Linked DNA regions of Mus musculus: regions 1, 2, 3 and 5 are each linked to region 4. Evidence: chromatin contacts called from public HiChIP or PLAC-seq and promoter capture Hi-C data. All regions are on one chromosome and are shown on one strand. Each heading gives the region's core, a stretch centred on a gene start, on an enhancer-like site or on the middle of the called end of the contact. The rest is flanking DNA. Distances are from core to core; before and after follow the strand shown.

Region 1 (2,800 bases), core at 45-2,544, 2.9 Mb after region 4:
TGGTTTTGGCTGACCTGGAACTCGATTAGAAACAGGGTGGCTCTGAAGTCACTGAGATGCACTTGCCTCTGCCTCCCAAGTGCTGGGTTCAAGATACTTGCCACATGAGGCCACTATCCATTTTTTGTTTGTTTTGTTTTTTGAGACAGGGTCTCATCTCCAGTAGCTGAAGCCGGCCTTGAATTTCATCTAGATCCTCCTGCCTCCAGTCTCCCCACTGCAGGGATTACAATCATGGGATACCATGCCCAGGCTCATCCGCGGCTCTTTCTGACTACATCATACATGCACTTGGACTTGAGGGACAGCTACCTGTACAACATCCACTCTACACACTGCCTTCTTCATACATAGGGCGGCTCTGGCAATGACAGAAGTTAAACACCTTGAAGTTTGCAGATGATGGTTAGTAAGGTCACCCACGCCCGGGCCGGAGGGTTCCTGAGCCTTCCCAGGGGCTGGTGCGCACACAGTCCGCTCTTCAGTGACATCTTTCTCCTTCCGCACCCAGTTTTCAAAAATATACTATTGCTCCTTTCAAGCACTAAAATGCAGGTCACACGCGACGATGGTCCTAGGCTGGCATCCATTTCCCTTAGATGCCAAAACTGGTTGAGAGATCTGATAGTGCCCACCGAGGAGGAGGAGGAGGCGGAGCTCGCGGTTGCTCCGGACTCCCGAGAGCTGCGGGGATTGTTTCTCTGGGCTAATCTCAGGCGCAGTTCTCGAGCCGCACACACTCTGCGACGCCCACTTTCTGCCAGTCCGGGCGGAGACGTCTTGGCATCTCAGTCCACAGATGCAGCACCGGTGCAGACTCTAAGGGCGCTCAGTTCTCAGAGAGCTGGCCTTGCCAGAGGTAGAGGCGAACGTCTCTGCACACAGGACTGAGGCTCAATCAAGGCCAGAGATTAGTCTCTCAAGTTGCTAGGAAACAGGCTAGCCCTCAGAAGAGAATACTGCGCCTGCGCGGGATCCGGACAGGGGCGTGTCCACTGTGCCGGGGGGTGGGCGGGGAGGGGCCGGATGGACTAGCGTGTATGCAGCCTTGAGGACGAAGTAGAGGCGGGGCCGAGGGTGTGTCCATAGCTACTAAGGACACGGACTGGGCTAGGTTAGAGGGGCGTGCCTACTCTGCAGGACCAGGGCTGGGGGCGGGGCTGAGGGTGTACCCAGAGCATCTGAAGAAGGGGACAGGTACGGAGCCTTCAGGAGGAGGGCGGGGCGAGCGGGCGGTGTTACGGGCGGTGCCTACTGCGCTTGCGGAGAAAGGTGGGGCTGCGGGGGGCGGTAAGTGCGCCTGCGTGACGCGGCGGCGGCGCGTTAGCTCCCACCCGTTGGCCGCCGCCTCAGCTGCCGCTTCTCCTGGGCCGCGCACGCGCCTCCGCCACCGCCCCCGGCCCGTGCTCGCACCGCGCTTGCCCCGCGCCTGCCCCGCGCCTTCCTCGGCCGGCGCTTGCCCGCCGCCGCCTGCCCGGCCCGCTCGGCGCCTTCTCGGCCTCGGCTCGGCGCCCGCAGCATGCAGCAGCCTGGGTGGCGGCGGCGGCCGTGAAGTAAGGGCCGTGCGCCCGGGCGGGCGGCGCGGGAGGGCGGCGGCGTCTTTGTTGCGGCCGGGCTGCCGCGGCCTTTGTCTGCAGATGGTGGACGCGGGCGGTCGCTGTGCCGCCGAAGGCTGGAGGAGGATGGAGGCGCCCCCGGAGGGCGCCGACCTGGTGCCGCTGGACCGCTACGACGCGGCGCGGGCCAAGATCGCCGCCAACCTGCAGTGGATCTGTGCGAAGGCCTATGGCCTAGGTGGGCGGGCGCGGCGGGGTCCGGGGTCGGGGGATGGGATTACAGGGAGACGGACGGGGAATGAATCCGGTTCCAGGATGGTACTAGAGGGGAGCCGACGGGGAACGCACTGGTTTCGGATGCGACCGGGAGGTGTCGGACGGGTATAGGAGCCGGGGTATGGGACCAGAACTGGGGTCGGACTACGACGGGGGATGGGACCAGAGGGGAACGCGACGGCCGCAGAATGGGACCAGAGGGAGACCGACGGAAACGACCAGGTATGAGACCAGAGGGGTCAGAAAAGGGACTGACATGCTGGGGGATGAGAGCAGAGAGTTTCGGACGTTGGACAGACGGGGCAGGTTGGGACCAGAGGGGATCTGACGGGTCTTGGGGGGATGAGACGCACGGGAGGAGGTTGTAAGGTCTAGGGACAAGGAATGGAGACAGAGCCAAGATTGAGAATGAGGCCGGTGACAGGGCCAAGGCGCGCCTTCGCGTGGTGTCAGTTCAAGTCTTGCTGTTCTGGCGGCGGCCCAGGTGAGCGAGCGCTGAGGTAGCCCAGGGTCGGTCCAGGCATGGGACTGTGTTCGCGTGTCATCCATGCTCTCTGAGTCTCGGTGGGTGGAGGGTGCCTATCATGTGCAGTGTTATTCTCTGGCAATTGGACTGGTCCTCTAAGTCCAAGAAAGACTCTTACCTAAATAACCACTGCTTAGCTGTTCCTTACTGCATCAGGGTGACTAGAAGGCTGGATAGTTTGAGACTTAGTCTCAAACTAGAGTTCCAGCCAATCTGGTTTATATATTATGAAATTTGGTACTTAACAGAACAGAAGTTATTGGATACTCCAAAGATACATTATGTGTAATACAGATTGTATAGAAACCATCATCTCCTTTGGTTAATTCCTGTTGTAAAGAGCAAGGTAACCTTGTTTATGAAGCCTAATATGCTTAGTAGGATTAGGATTCTCTGATTTGGTGCTCTGGGAACATTGCAGACCAAATAGTGCTGGTAATGA
Region 2 (2,700 bases), core at 80-2,579, 2.1 Mb before region 4:
TTGATCTCAGCCCTCAGAAAGCTGGATCCCTAACACCAAAGCCAGCCTGGACTACACGATGAGGCACTGTCTCAGAAAGTATAAATAAAGAGAGGCTAGGCATTTAATCCCAGCCTTTGGAGGGCAGAGGTAGGTAGATCTCTGTGAGTTCCAGGCCTGCCAGACCTACACAGTAAAACTCAGTCAAATAAATAGCAGAAAGCAAAGCAGAGGCCAGATGGAGCACTTCAAGGCAGAGAAAGAAAAGCAGAGGCCAGAGCTACTGAGTAAAGTACCCCAGGCATATGATCAAAAATCGGTAGGTTTTCTTGCCTGGTACACCTTTATCTTCTGCTCATGAGGGAAGTGCAAAGTAGAGACGAACAGGTGGACAAAGTTACTCTTCAGGCCTTTTGGATAAAGGTTTTCAGCCACAATCTGGCTGATAAAATTCTTGCCCGTGCCAGCCCAGCCGTGCAAGGACAGAGTCAATGGTTTCTTGGAATTTTTGTTGTTCCTGAAGCCAGTCAATGCCTTGAGAATCACTTCGGTGGCAAGGTGCTGTCCAAACAGCTTCTCTTCCAAGTCCAGCTTGAGGGCTGCGGAGGCCCGCACCGGAACAAAGAGAAAAACACAGGTTAAAAAAGTACCTGAGTCAGAGGCACAGTTAGCGACTGATCCAGCAGGGCCAGAAGGGATGAAAAATGCAGAGATCTCACAGATCAGAGCCAGAATCATAAGGACCTACAGTCAGATCCTTAAGTGCCAGTTCTCCTTAACATCTAAATGTCAAACAAGCTACACAGATTCTTTCATCCAGGGAAGAACCATTTGGCGGCTGTGCTCCGGGCTAGCTTTCCCGCCACCCCTGATGGCTCGAAAAAAAAACAAACAAACAGCAAGAGCAACAGGCGGGCTTTCTGGATGGAGCTCCACGCCTGGCACCCCCTGGCGGGGCGCACCAGCTGGCCCCGTTGCGTTCAGTTCTCCAGGTGGTCATTGCAAGGCCTGCAAAGGTGTGGCGAGGTCCCGGCCGTGTGTGTCTCCCGCGGCGCCGCATCCAGCAGGAGCGGGAGCCAAGCTCCCAGTGCCCTCCCGCCCGCCCCGACCGGCCCGCGGGCACATACCCGACGTGTTGAGGGGCCGTTCCTCATGGCAGCACTCGGTGAAGCGGCAGTAGAAATCGGTATAGGACAGGTAGCCGGTGAGCGCCGACACGGCCCCGATGGCGATGCCCACGCTTACGGGCTCGAACGCCCCCGCCACGTGGGCGGCCAGCAGCGCCCACAGGGCCGTGGAGCCCCCAAACGCTCCGATTCGTCTCATCGCACGCAGGGAAGCACCGTGCGGCTGCGCTCCGAGCGCAGGATTCAGTCCCAGGGACTGAACTTCCGGTACGGCGCTGTCACTTCCGCTTAGCTAGAAAGCCGCCTTGTTGGAAAGGGGCGGGGAGATTATTGTCACCAACGTTGTGAGTGTCAGGAAACCCTCTAGAGACCATTAAAGGAATTTCATTCCTATCTTTTAGAGGTCCTGTTTGTTTGTTGGTTGGTTTGTTATACAAACACACACACACACACACACACACACACACAGGAGACGGAGAGAGGGAGAGAACGCAGAGATGGATCAGTTGTTAGGGGCACTGACTAGCTCTTCCTGAGGACCTGGGTTCACTTCCAAGCACCCACATTCCTGTTTTGTGACGGTCTCTAACCAGTTCCAGGGGTTCTGCCACTCTCTTTTGGCCTCTGTAAGCACTGCACACACACACACGGGACACAGACATACACGCAAGCAAAACAATCATACACACAACATAATAAAATTATTGGAAAATTATGCACACATAAAAATCAAAAGCCCAGATTGGGCTCCCAGCATCCACATCTGGTGGCTTATGATTGCCTGTACCTCCAGAACTTTTCCTCCGAGCTTTGTGGGCACCTCCACGTATACGGTGCTGTACAGAAGCTCAGGCGTGCACATACATATAAGATAATACATAAATAAATAAAATAATAATAATAATAATAGCAACAATAATGTGTGCTTGTTGTGAGAGAGACAGGGCTGAGCACTAGGGATGTAACGCACATAGGGACACCTGTGGGGGATTCACAAGGGAGACAGACATTTGTCTATGCGCATACCACACAGTGGGCCCCAGGTTGCCCGCTGGGAATTCATCCATGGAGTAGAGTTGGTCCTGCCTTTCAGGACACACAGGCTGTAGGGGAGGCAAGCAAGGGGACAAGGACTACTGAGTCATCAAAGTCCAGGTACTGTGGGGCAGGGAAAGCCTTTGCCTATGCTGAAGATTAGAGGTATTAATCAAAAACCGACGAAGTTGGTCATGCAGAAAACAAGCAGTGGTGTGGTTTATGTAAAGAGTAGAGTTTGTAAACAGCCCGTCTGAAATGTGTGATTACTCCTCCACACGCCTTCATTATATCAACTTGATATAGAATTTGAAGCCACAGGCTTTTTTCCTTTTTGTTTGTTTGTTTGTTTGGGTGTTTTGTTTTGTTTTGTTTTTGGGACAGGGTTTCTCTGCGGAGCCCTGGCTGTCCTTGAACTCACTCTGTAGACCAGGCTGGCCTCGAACTCAGAAATCCGCCTGCCTCTGCCTCCCAAGTGCTGGGATTAAAGGTGTGCGCCACCACCGCCTGGCTGCCACAGGCTTTTAATAGGGACAATACAGCCAACTTGAAGATCATT
Region 3 (2,700 bases), core at 31-2,530, 2.7 Mb before region 4:
TCATGGAGTAACTGAAGTATCATCACACTATTGGATACTCACTGCTCCAACTAGGCAGTAACAACCCACCAGAGAAACTTTTGGGTGAGTCCAACATTTGTGGTAGGTTATAAAACAATGTCTACAGAACCATCAGTATTAATATGCAAAGTATAGGGGAGACAGGTAGGGTTTCCTCGAAGGACTACTGGAAAGTGATGAAAAGACCCCATTTTCACGTGACCGGTCAAACTCTCCCAACAATGAGTCCTGTGGCAGGTATTCTACTAGGAACCAAACCGTCATTAGTTACACAGCCCGACTTTCAAAGAACCAGAGAGTTGACAAAGTCAGAGAAGATAAACATCACTGGATAGAGGAAAGTTTGAGCGTCGGGGTAACTTGTCACTAAGTTTCAGGCAAAATACAAGGACAATTTTGTACTAGGCACCATGCCAGGAGCCAGAGAGGTCCCATATTCATTCAGAGAAGCCTAAGTCCTCTAAAAAGCCAGTTTCACTGACAAAACGCACAATATTGCCAGATGGTAGTTTCACGGTCCGAACGAGTCCATCCCACACTCTTCCCAGTAGAGTTAAGACTAATCGCCAGAAGGAACTCTCGAGGACCACCCACTTAACACCTCCCCTTCTCTCTGCAAAATAGAGAATTTCAAATATAAAATATCCTCGAATTTCTTCCAATATGCTTGAAATGCATTAAGTGGAAGGCGAGGTTTCCCAAAGCTGCAGAAGCCACGTCCAGGGCGTGAGATGGATGCCTGGGGTCTACAACCAGGACCTGCTGGGATCTGAATCATGGAGAGCAGGCCGCTGGGTGCAGTCGGGCGCGCGGGCGCCAGGAGCGCTTGGCAAAAGCTTCCTCTGGCCCCGGAGCTCCCGAGGGAACCGCCCGGGCCTCCCGCGACTCGCGGCCCTAGGCGCCCACCGGAGGCGTCGGCGCAGCGGCCTCCCGCCCCCGGCCTCCCGCGCCCGTACCTGCCGGACCCGGTGCAGGGCATCCACAAAGCCCTCAGCCTTCATGCCCACCGGAGCGCTCTGCCCCTGCACCAGCTCCGCCATAGCCAAGCCCACCGCCACCGCCGTCGCTCGGCTCCCCCGGTCCGGCCTCCCACTCCGCTCCGGGACCCGTAGCCGGAAAGGGAAAGTCGCCCCACTTCCGGCGGAAGGGAAGCGAAGGGAAGGCACTGCTAGCTCAGAGGGAGACAGAGAGAGAGAGAGAGAGAGAGAGAGAGATAGGTTGGGGGAAAGCAGCGTCTGTGAGGCGGGGTCTCAAAGCACGTGACCGCTGTCCGGCCGGAAGTGGGGGCGTGGCCGTGGCGCGAGGGGGGCCTGCCCTGGGCACAGGCAGATGTCCGTCAAAAAGACCAGGTTGCGACCCCGCCCTCCAAAGGCGTGGGCCCCAGGCCTTTAGCAAGCGTGGGACCGCCACCGCGGCGCAGGTGCGGCCTTATAGTCCCCCGCTGTGTGGTTTTGCCACCTGACGGAGGAGAAACTTGGACTTGGCTCTTCCAACACCTTACCCAAGCCGTCGAGGTGCACTGGCAGCCCCCTCCCTCTCGAAGTGGGGTCGTGGTGTGCTGCATTGACTGAGATTGAGCACCTTACTTGGTACTAGGACCCTTAGTACGGCAGGGCTCCGCCTTTGCTGCAGGGAGTCCCAGGCTCCAGAATGGGCCATCAGTTTGCCAAGGATCGGTTTGATGACACTGCTCAAAAGAAGCCTGGTGTCCTCTTTCACATTCTTTCACCCGGGTAACAGGAAATACCGTGGGACCATCATTGCTTCCGGGCCTGCTGAGGCAAGAGATCTTTAGGAATGTTTGAATGCTTGAGGGGAAGGAAAAGGGGGGAGTCTCACTTCAGAACCCCCTGCCTCCGTCAGAACAAAAAGTTACACCCCACTGTGCCAATATGTATGGGCAGTGGGTTTGTACGGAAGTTCAGGAGTTCAAGGTCATGTTCTAGGTCACCCGCAGCTAGCTACTTGAAACTCAATTTACTATTCTTTCCTTCCATTCTTCGTTTCAGTGTGTGCGTGTAGAATGTGTCACCACATACATGTGAAAGTCAGAGGACAACTCCCTAGAGTTGGTTATATACTTCCACCATATGGGTCCCGGGAATCAAACAGGTTATCAGGTCTGGCAGCAAACACCCACACCGCGGAGCCACCTCATCAACCCTGAGGCTCTCGTTTTTTTTTTTTCTTGGATTCCTAGAGTTTGGCACATAGCAGATGCTTAGGAAACTAATTCTAAGTTGAATATCGCTGACTCTGAATGATTCCTAGATTATGGCAAAATCAAAGAAGCTGGCCAAACTGCACAGGTTGATCACTTTAGACAGATCATTTCCAAACCCGTAGGGGAGACCAAGCTGGCACTCTGGATGGTGGAGAGTTTTCACTTCATCTATGCTTGAGTTTAGCAAACACAGAGTTTCAATCTTCAGGACAGACTTGGCCCTACTTGACGTTTGTCCTACCAACCTCTGAGGAAACACTGTCCACTCTTCCATACTCCCAACTGGCTGGCCCTGATGAGTAGAAATGGGATGTTCTTCTATCCAGGGTCTCTTTATCTAACACTTATTACAAACCCCCTGTTGATTTGGTTGGCGCTTGGTATCTGTTCAATGAATACGTAAAGAATTTTGTCCAATGAGGACAGGGGAAGCATCTTAGACAGTGAGTGCAGAA
Region 4 (2,700 bases), core at 3-2,502:
TATACCAGCCCAGGTCTACCCTACAGTAAATCCTATGCCCTCTCCTCCACTATCCGGAGGGTTGTCTGTATTTCTCCTCCCACATAGTTTCAACTATACCAATGGCTTGCTGAAGAGTCCTTACTCATCACCTTCTAAGCTTAATAAGGTCCCTCCTTCCTTCTACCAAGGTGCAACTAGGCAGTGGGTGTGTTAGTCAAAGGAGTTTAAAAGCATTGGTTGACCTGAAACTGGCTGGGCAATTTGTATTTCATTATTATCTTTTGGGTGAGGGGGATGAAGCCTCCTATCACATCTTCCCACTTTCAAGAAGATAAACCAGCAACCCTAAAACCATCTTTTTGCTGTAAGAGTCACTTTTCTCCTCTCGAGGGAACGGATACGTGGATGAAAACGTCCCGTTTAAAAGCTCAAAGAACCGAGTCCAGTCTCCATTCCTAACAGAAGTGACCCTTCCTGCCAGCAGAAGACCTGGCTCCCGACAGTTAAGACCTCATGTCTCAGGCATTATTTTCCAGCTTGGATACACCCAGCCTCCAATCCTTATGCTGACTAGTCCCCCGTCCCGTCCCCCCCTCCCCCCAGCTAGTCTCAAGAACTTGACTAGTTACTACAGCCTGCAATTCTAACCTAAGTTCTCAGACAATCTCAGGAGCCCGCCGGTCTCTTGCTCCCAAGGCGGGGTTCCCCGCTCGTTCACGTGTTTCCGAGAGCAGCCCGGCAGCCCCTCTGGACATCTTAAAGAACTCGACCGGACCTGATCACTGTGGCACCTCCCGGGCTGGGGTTGCACTCACCCGCTTCATCTGGACCTGAGTGCGTCCGAAGCACGTCCTGGAAGGCCGGTCAGGCAAAGTGCTGCAGACAGTAGCCAAAGCCCAAGTGCGGAGCCGCGGAACCAGCAGGGAGCCCAGGTAGCACGTGGAGAGGGAGGATCTTCGCAACTATCGCCGGTCCGCCGCCGCCCCTTCCGGGTCCGGGAGCCGGGACGGCACGCACCGGCGGGAGACAAGAGGCCTCACACGCCTCCGAAACCGGAAGAGGCCGAGCGCCGCCCACCCAGCAGGGTCTCCTTTAGCCACCACGCTGGTCTTCTCAGCTTTTCAGTCACCCACGGAGGCTCACTCTCCCGTGGGCTCTTAGTCGGACCTAGCACCCAGTGTCTAGGAAAGGGACTCTCTGAAGCGCCCACCTTCTCCGCGTGTCTGCAGGCGCGCCTCGGGTCAGCCCTACCGGAGCGCACTTTCCAGACAGGCAGCTCCACGGCCATCTAGCAGGGTGGCGTTGCCTAGCAACGACGGGGTCCTTTCTGGCTCGGTGGCGCTCGGGGCCTGCGGGGAGTGAACGGGCGCGGAGGGCGCTGGGAGAGGCCGGGGCAAGGTGGCGAGCGTTCAGTGTGCCGGTAACCCGACCTCCTCGCTCCTAGTAAGATGAGCGAGGCGGACCAGGCCCTGGTGGGGCCCAAGGCCGACGAGCCCTCGCCGCCCGCAGAGGAGAAGGACGAAGGGGGCGGGAAGGAGGCGGCTGCCGACGCGGCCCCCGGGCCCAGCGCCTCGTTTCGCCTCATGGTGACTCGGCGGGAGCCTGCCGTGAAGCTGCAATACGCGGTGAGCGGGTTAGAGCCGCTCTCCTGGTCTGAGGACCACCGCGTGTCTGTGTCCACGGCTCGCAGCGTCGCCGTGCTGGAGCTTATCTGCGATGTGCACAACCCAGGCCAGGATCTGGTGATCCACCGCACCTCGGTACCCGCACCTCTCAACAGCTGCCTCCTCAAGGTAAGTCGCCTCCACCGCTTCTCCCGCGGACGCGCCACGGATCCCAAGGGAAGCTGGCCTGCACCCGGCTCTAGGATTCCATGTGCATCCAACTCTTAATGAAGGGGCTAGCCTCGCCGCAGCTTTTAAAAAGTCGTGCAAGCGTCTTCACTGTTCCTAGACACCCCCGCCCCCCCAGCCAGGATCCGCTATCCATTCCTTCATTACTGGTGGATGGAACAGTTAGAGCCGTTAGCCCCGGGATTTCTGGAACTCTTGTGACTCCACCCCGCAGCTGACCCAACCCCTGACCTGTCTACCGTTGCTCCTATTGTCTGGGGCCAACTCCCCAGGCCCTGGGCTGGCTTTGTGTTTTCATTCTGTAATGCAAGCGCCCTCCTCTCGCGCCACTTTTGCTTTGAGAAGAAAAACTGATCTATTTCGTTACCTGTTTGACGGTTTCATTGTGAACGGTCCTTGTGTCTCCTTGGGTAGACAGCTCTTAAATCTGGAAGTGTGATGAAAAATAAAACCTCGGAGAGCATCAGGTGCTTAGACTTCCAAGTCCAAGGTCTCTGTAACTCTATAAATTTACTGCCTTCAACTTCATATAACCCAAGTTTGCTCCTGAACTGTAGAGTTTCTAATTTTTGTTGTATTAATGTAACCATTTTCAAACATGGTTTACTTTAGTGAGCGATGTTCCTTTTCATAGTCTATAAATGTAAAAACTTACTTTTATTTTATTTATACCTTCTGTATGTATATGCAGTAGGTAATCTGTCAAAGTGGGTGTGTGTCAAGTGAGTAGGTGCCCAATGGAGTCTGGGATAAATCAGAGTAGAGACAGCCCCTGCCCTCAAGGAGGTTATTTATCCTTTGGCAGGTCATGAACAAATAATGTAGTCTTAATATCATGGTGTGCTATAAAGCTATACACACGTAT
Region 5 (2,700 bases), core at 63-2,562, 2.8 Mb after region 4:
ACATTGCAAAGATCACTGTCTCCACAATTCCTTCTGCTCACTTCACTCTTGGGAATCCTGGAGAGCCAGATCAAGCATATGGAAGGGACTTGTCCCGTGTCCCTCTGGGTACTTCTTTCAGTATATCCAGTGGTAGGATGCTGAATGGGCTATGTGGAAATACTTGCAAACATTCTTATTATGCCCTAGGTGGCACCATGACAGGCTTCCAAGAGAAAGAGGACATTAGGCCTCTGAAGACTGGGGCTTAGTAGCCTAGGCTTTGGACAAAGAGCAAGGGGTTTGTTGGGGAGAGGCCTGGGGAACTTGAAGACCAGCTGGAGGGGCCTCAGACCCACTCCTCACAACCCTTATTGCTTAGTTCTGTACCATCTGCCAAGACACAGATCTGTGGCAAGAGCTCATGGATCTTGTCAAAGATGACTATGAACTTGAACTGTTCCTCCTACCTCCACACCACCATTCCTGGATCACTAATAATTATGATATTATTTATTTTTTATTTGTTTTTTTTTAGCTTAAAAAGATTTATTTTGTAAGTATTGTGCTTACATATATGTATCAACAGTGTGTCTGATCTTCAAGATAATTCTGAAGCACCATTGTGGGTTCTGAGAAACACAGGATCCTCAGCAAGAGTAGAAAGTAATCCTAACCACCGAGCCAGGGCCCCCCATCCCGTATGTGTGAGTGTGTGCGCGCATGCGTGTGTGTGTGTGTGTGTGTGTGTGTGTGTGTGTGTGTGTGTGTGTGTACGCACGCGCATTTGTATGTGTTTTATGCAGGCTTGTATTCCAGAGTGGTTCTGAACTCATTATGTAGTCAAGGATGACCTGTTTGACCTTCTGGTTCTGCCTAAACGTTCAGGATTATAAACCTGTGCCAGGCGTATGCTGCGCCGAGGAGCAAACCCAGGGCTTTGTGCATGGCATACAAGCACTTACAACTGTGACACATTTCTAGTGCCCTGACCCAGACGTATTATCTTGTGTACTTGACTCCGGAGCCCTTTTCAATTCCAACAGACCAGCAAATCAGGTAACAAGGCTGGGAGGTGCTGAAGGAATGAGGTATATGGAGAACTACAACTCCCGGTATGCATCTGACCCACCTCACACATTAATTTTTGGTAAGGGGGCCGTGAGCCTGCCTGGGAACGACAACTCCCGGCGTGCCTTGGTGCACTTTACCTATTTCCGGCGCGGTGCGGGCGGGGGGTGCGGGGGGTGGGGTGGGCAACAGCAGAATGCCTGCCAAAAAAAAACCACATTTCCCGGCATACCCACGGGCGCTCATTACGCACTTCCGGCGCGGCTGCGACCGCGCGCTCCGGGCGGCTACGGCGACACGGGCAGTGGCAGCAAGGGTACAGCTCCTGCCCCTTCAGTGACGGGCGGCGGAGCTGACAGGAGCCGGGGCGGGGCGGCGGCGGCCAGCGAAGGAGCGCACGGCGGCCCGGCCCCGCCCCTGGTCCTCCCGCCAGCCTCAGTGACCTTCACTGGTTCGGGCGGCGGGTGCAGGCCCGGGCGGCGGCGCGATGTTCGTGCAGGAGGAGAAGATCTTCGCGGGCAAGGTGCTTCGGCTGCACATCTGCGCAGCCGACGGCGCCGAGTGGCTGGAGGAGGCGACCGAGGACACATCGGTGGAGAAGCTCAAGGAGAGTTGCCTCAAACATGTAAGGCCGAGCTCCTTACGACCCAGTTCCACCTCTGCCTCCGTTCTGAAAACCAGAAACCTAGACTTATGTCCCAGACTCCGCCCCAGTCCCCAGCCTTCTGGTTGCCCCGACACTCCTATCTCTACCTAGACGCCAGATTTTCGCTTCTTCCTGGACCGGTCCCCAGTCCCTGCCGTGCAGCCCGCTGCTCCCAGCCTTCGCTCCTCCGGGCCTGGGCAGCGCCTTCCGCTCCTCCAATCACAAACCTAGTGCTCAGAGAAGAGCATCTGGCCCCCGCTGTTGAGCGAGCTTTATTTAATTTCTGCAACGTGCTAGGGAGGTGAAGGCGAGAGTGAACAGAGACTGGGAGAGGCAAAGGCAAGGGATCATGGTTTTCTAGCCTTGGGGCTTGCCTGCTGTTGGGATGAGCTTTTAGTTTCCTCCAGAAGCTGGAAGTAACTAGATCCCATTATAAGAGGACTGGCTCCTTGCCTGAGGAGCCAGCTGCTAGGAGCCCATGGCCGGGACTTGACACTTAGCAGTAGTCACTTAAAATAGTGTCACTGTGGGACAAGTTCCTTGGCTTCTACTTTCTATTGGGGCAACAGTTGATTGAGTGGGAAGGTCCAGGATGACTGTCTCCTGCCAGCAAGTGGCATTTGTTAAGTTTACTTACATTCAGTGAACGTTGTACTATAGTTAGCCTTTTAGTTTTAGTTAAGTCTTGGAATTAGTTCTTGAAGCCTTCCTGGCTCTAACTGCTCCCAGTTGAAGATGAAACAGATGTCTGTTAGACACTGGTAGCCTATGGAAGCACCATGCCAGACAAGATTAGTGCCAGATAGCTTTTTAGAGGGGACTCTTCGGAAAGTTAGGGATCTACAGCAGTAGGTTGTGTTAAAGTTCAGCATTGTGTTTCCTCTAAAGGCAGTCTTCAAGTTACTATAGCAGCTGCTTGCAAAGGGTAGTTTATCATCTGTGTGCCTTTGTGTAGTCAGTGTGTAATGTCAGGCAGGCTCCAAGAGATCTGTTTCAAGCCCCTC

The links. Promoter capture Hi-C pulls out the DNA fragments that hold promoters and counts their contacts. HiChIP or PLAC-seq counts read pairs in DNA pulled down with a chosen protein or histone mark. Capture Hi-C pulls out chosen DNA fragments and counts their contacts.
Region 1: a promoter capture Hi-C map of pre-B cells shows a contact between it and region 4, with 2.3 times the contacts expected there. The contact joins the promoter of Camsap1 here to the promoter of Ddx31 in region 4. A contact is called at or near these places in 3 of 39 promoter capture datasets (liver and pre-B cells) and 1 of 9 other capture datasets (liver).
Region 2: a contact with region 4 is called in an H3K4me3 HiChIP or PLAC-seq map of embryonic stem cells, with 5 read pairs. The contact joins the promoter of Tor1b here to the promoter of Ddx31 in region 4. A contact is called at or near these places in 2 of 39 promoter capture datasets (liver and pre-B cells) and 1 of 115 datasets of contacts at active chromatin or transcription factors (embryonic stem cells).
Region 3: a contact with region 4 is called in a promoter capture Hi-C map of liver, with 4 times the contacts expected there. The contact joins the promoter of Fubp3 here to the promoter of Ddx31 in region 4. A contact is called at or near these places in 1 of 39 promoter capture datasets (liver) and 1 of 9 other capture datasets (liver).
Region 5: a promoter capture Hi-C map of liver shows a contact between it and region 4, with 3 times the contacts expected there. The contact joins the promoter of Ubac1 here to the promoter of Ddx31 in region 4. A contact is called at or near these places in 4 of 39 promoter capture datasets (hippocampal neurons, liver and pre-B cells) and 1 of 9 other capture datasets (liver).

The regions. Positions count from the first base shown.
Region 1 is chr2:25,981,776-25,984,575 of GRCm38.p6, reverse strand. Camsap1 (calmodulin regulated spectrin-associated protein 1) reads left to right here and starts at 1,294. Exons shown (of 18, transcript NM_001372499.1): 1 at 1,294-1,794. The coding sequence starts at 1,638.
Region 2 is chr2:30,951,630-30,954,329 of GRCm38.p6, reverse strand. Tor1b (torsin family 1, member B) reads right to left here and starts at 1,329. Exons shown (of 5, transcript NM_133673.3): 1 at 1,107-1,329; 2 at 313-578. The coding sequence starts at 1,305.
Region 3 is chr2:31,571,231-31,573,930 of GRCm38.p6, reverse strand. Fubp3 (far upstream element (FUSE) binding protein 3) reads right to left here and starts at 1,280. Exons shown (of 18, transcript NM_001033389.4): 1 at 978-1,280. The coding sequence starts at 1,061.
Region 4 is chr2:28,838,958-28,841,657 of GRCm38.p6, reverse strand. It overlaps Ddx31 (DEAD/H box helicase 31), which reads right to left and starts at 1,252. Exons shown (of 20, transcript NM_001033294.3): 1 at 798-1,252. The coding sequence starts at 806. Gtf3c4 (general transcription factor IIIC, polypeptide 4) reads left to right here and starts at 1,298. Exons shown (of 5, transcript NM_172977.3): 1 at 1,298-1,775. The coding sequence starts at 1,431.
Region 5 is chr2:26,020,372-26,023,071 of GRCm38.p6, reverse strand. Ubac1 (ubiquitin associated domain containing 1) reads left to right here and starts at 1,312. Exons shown (of 10, transcript NM_133835.2): 1 at 1,312-1,675. The coding sequence starts at 1,538.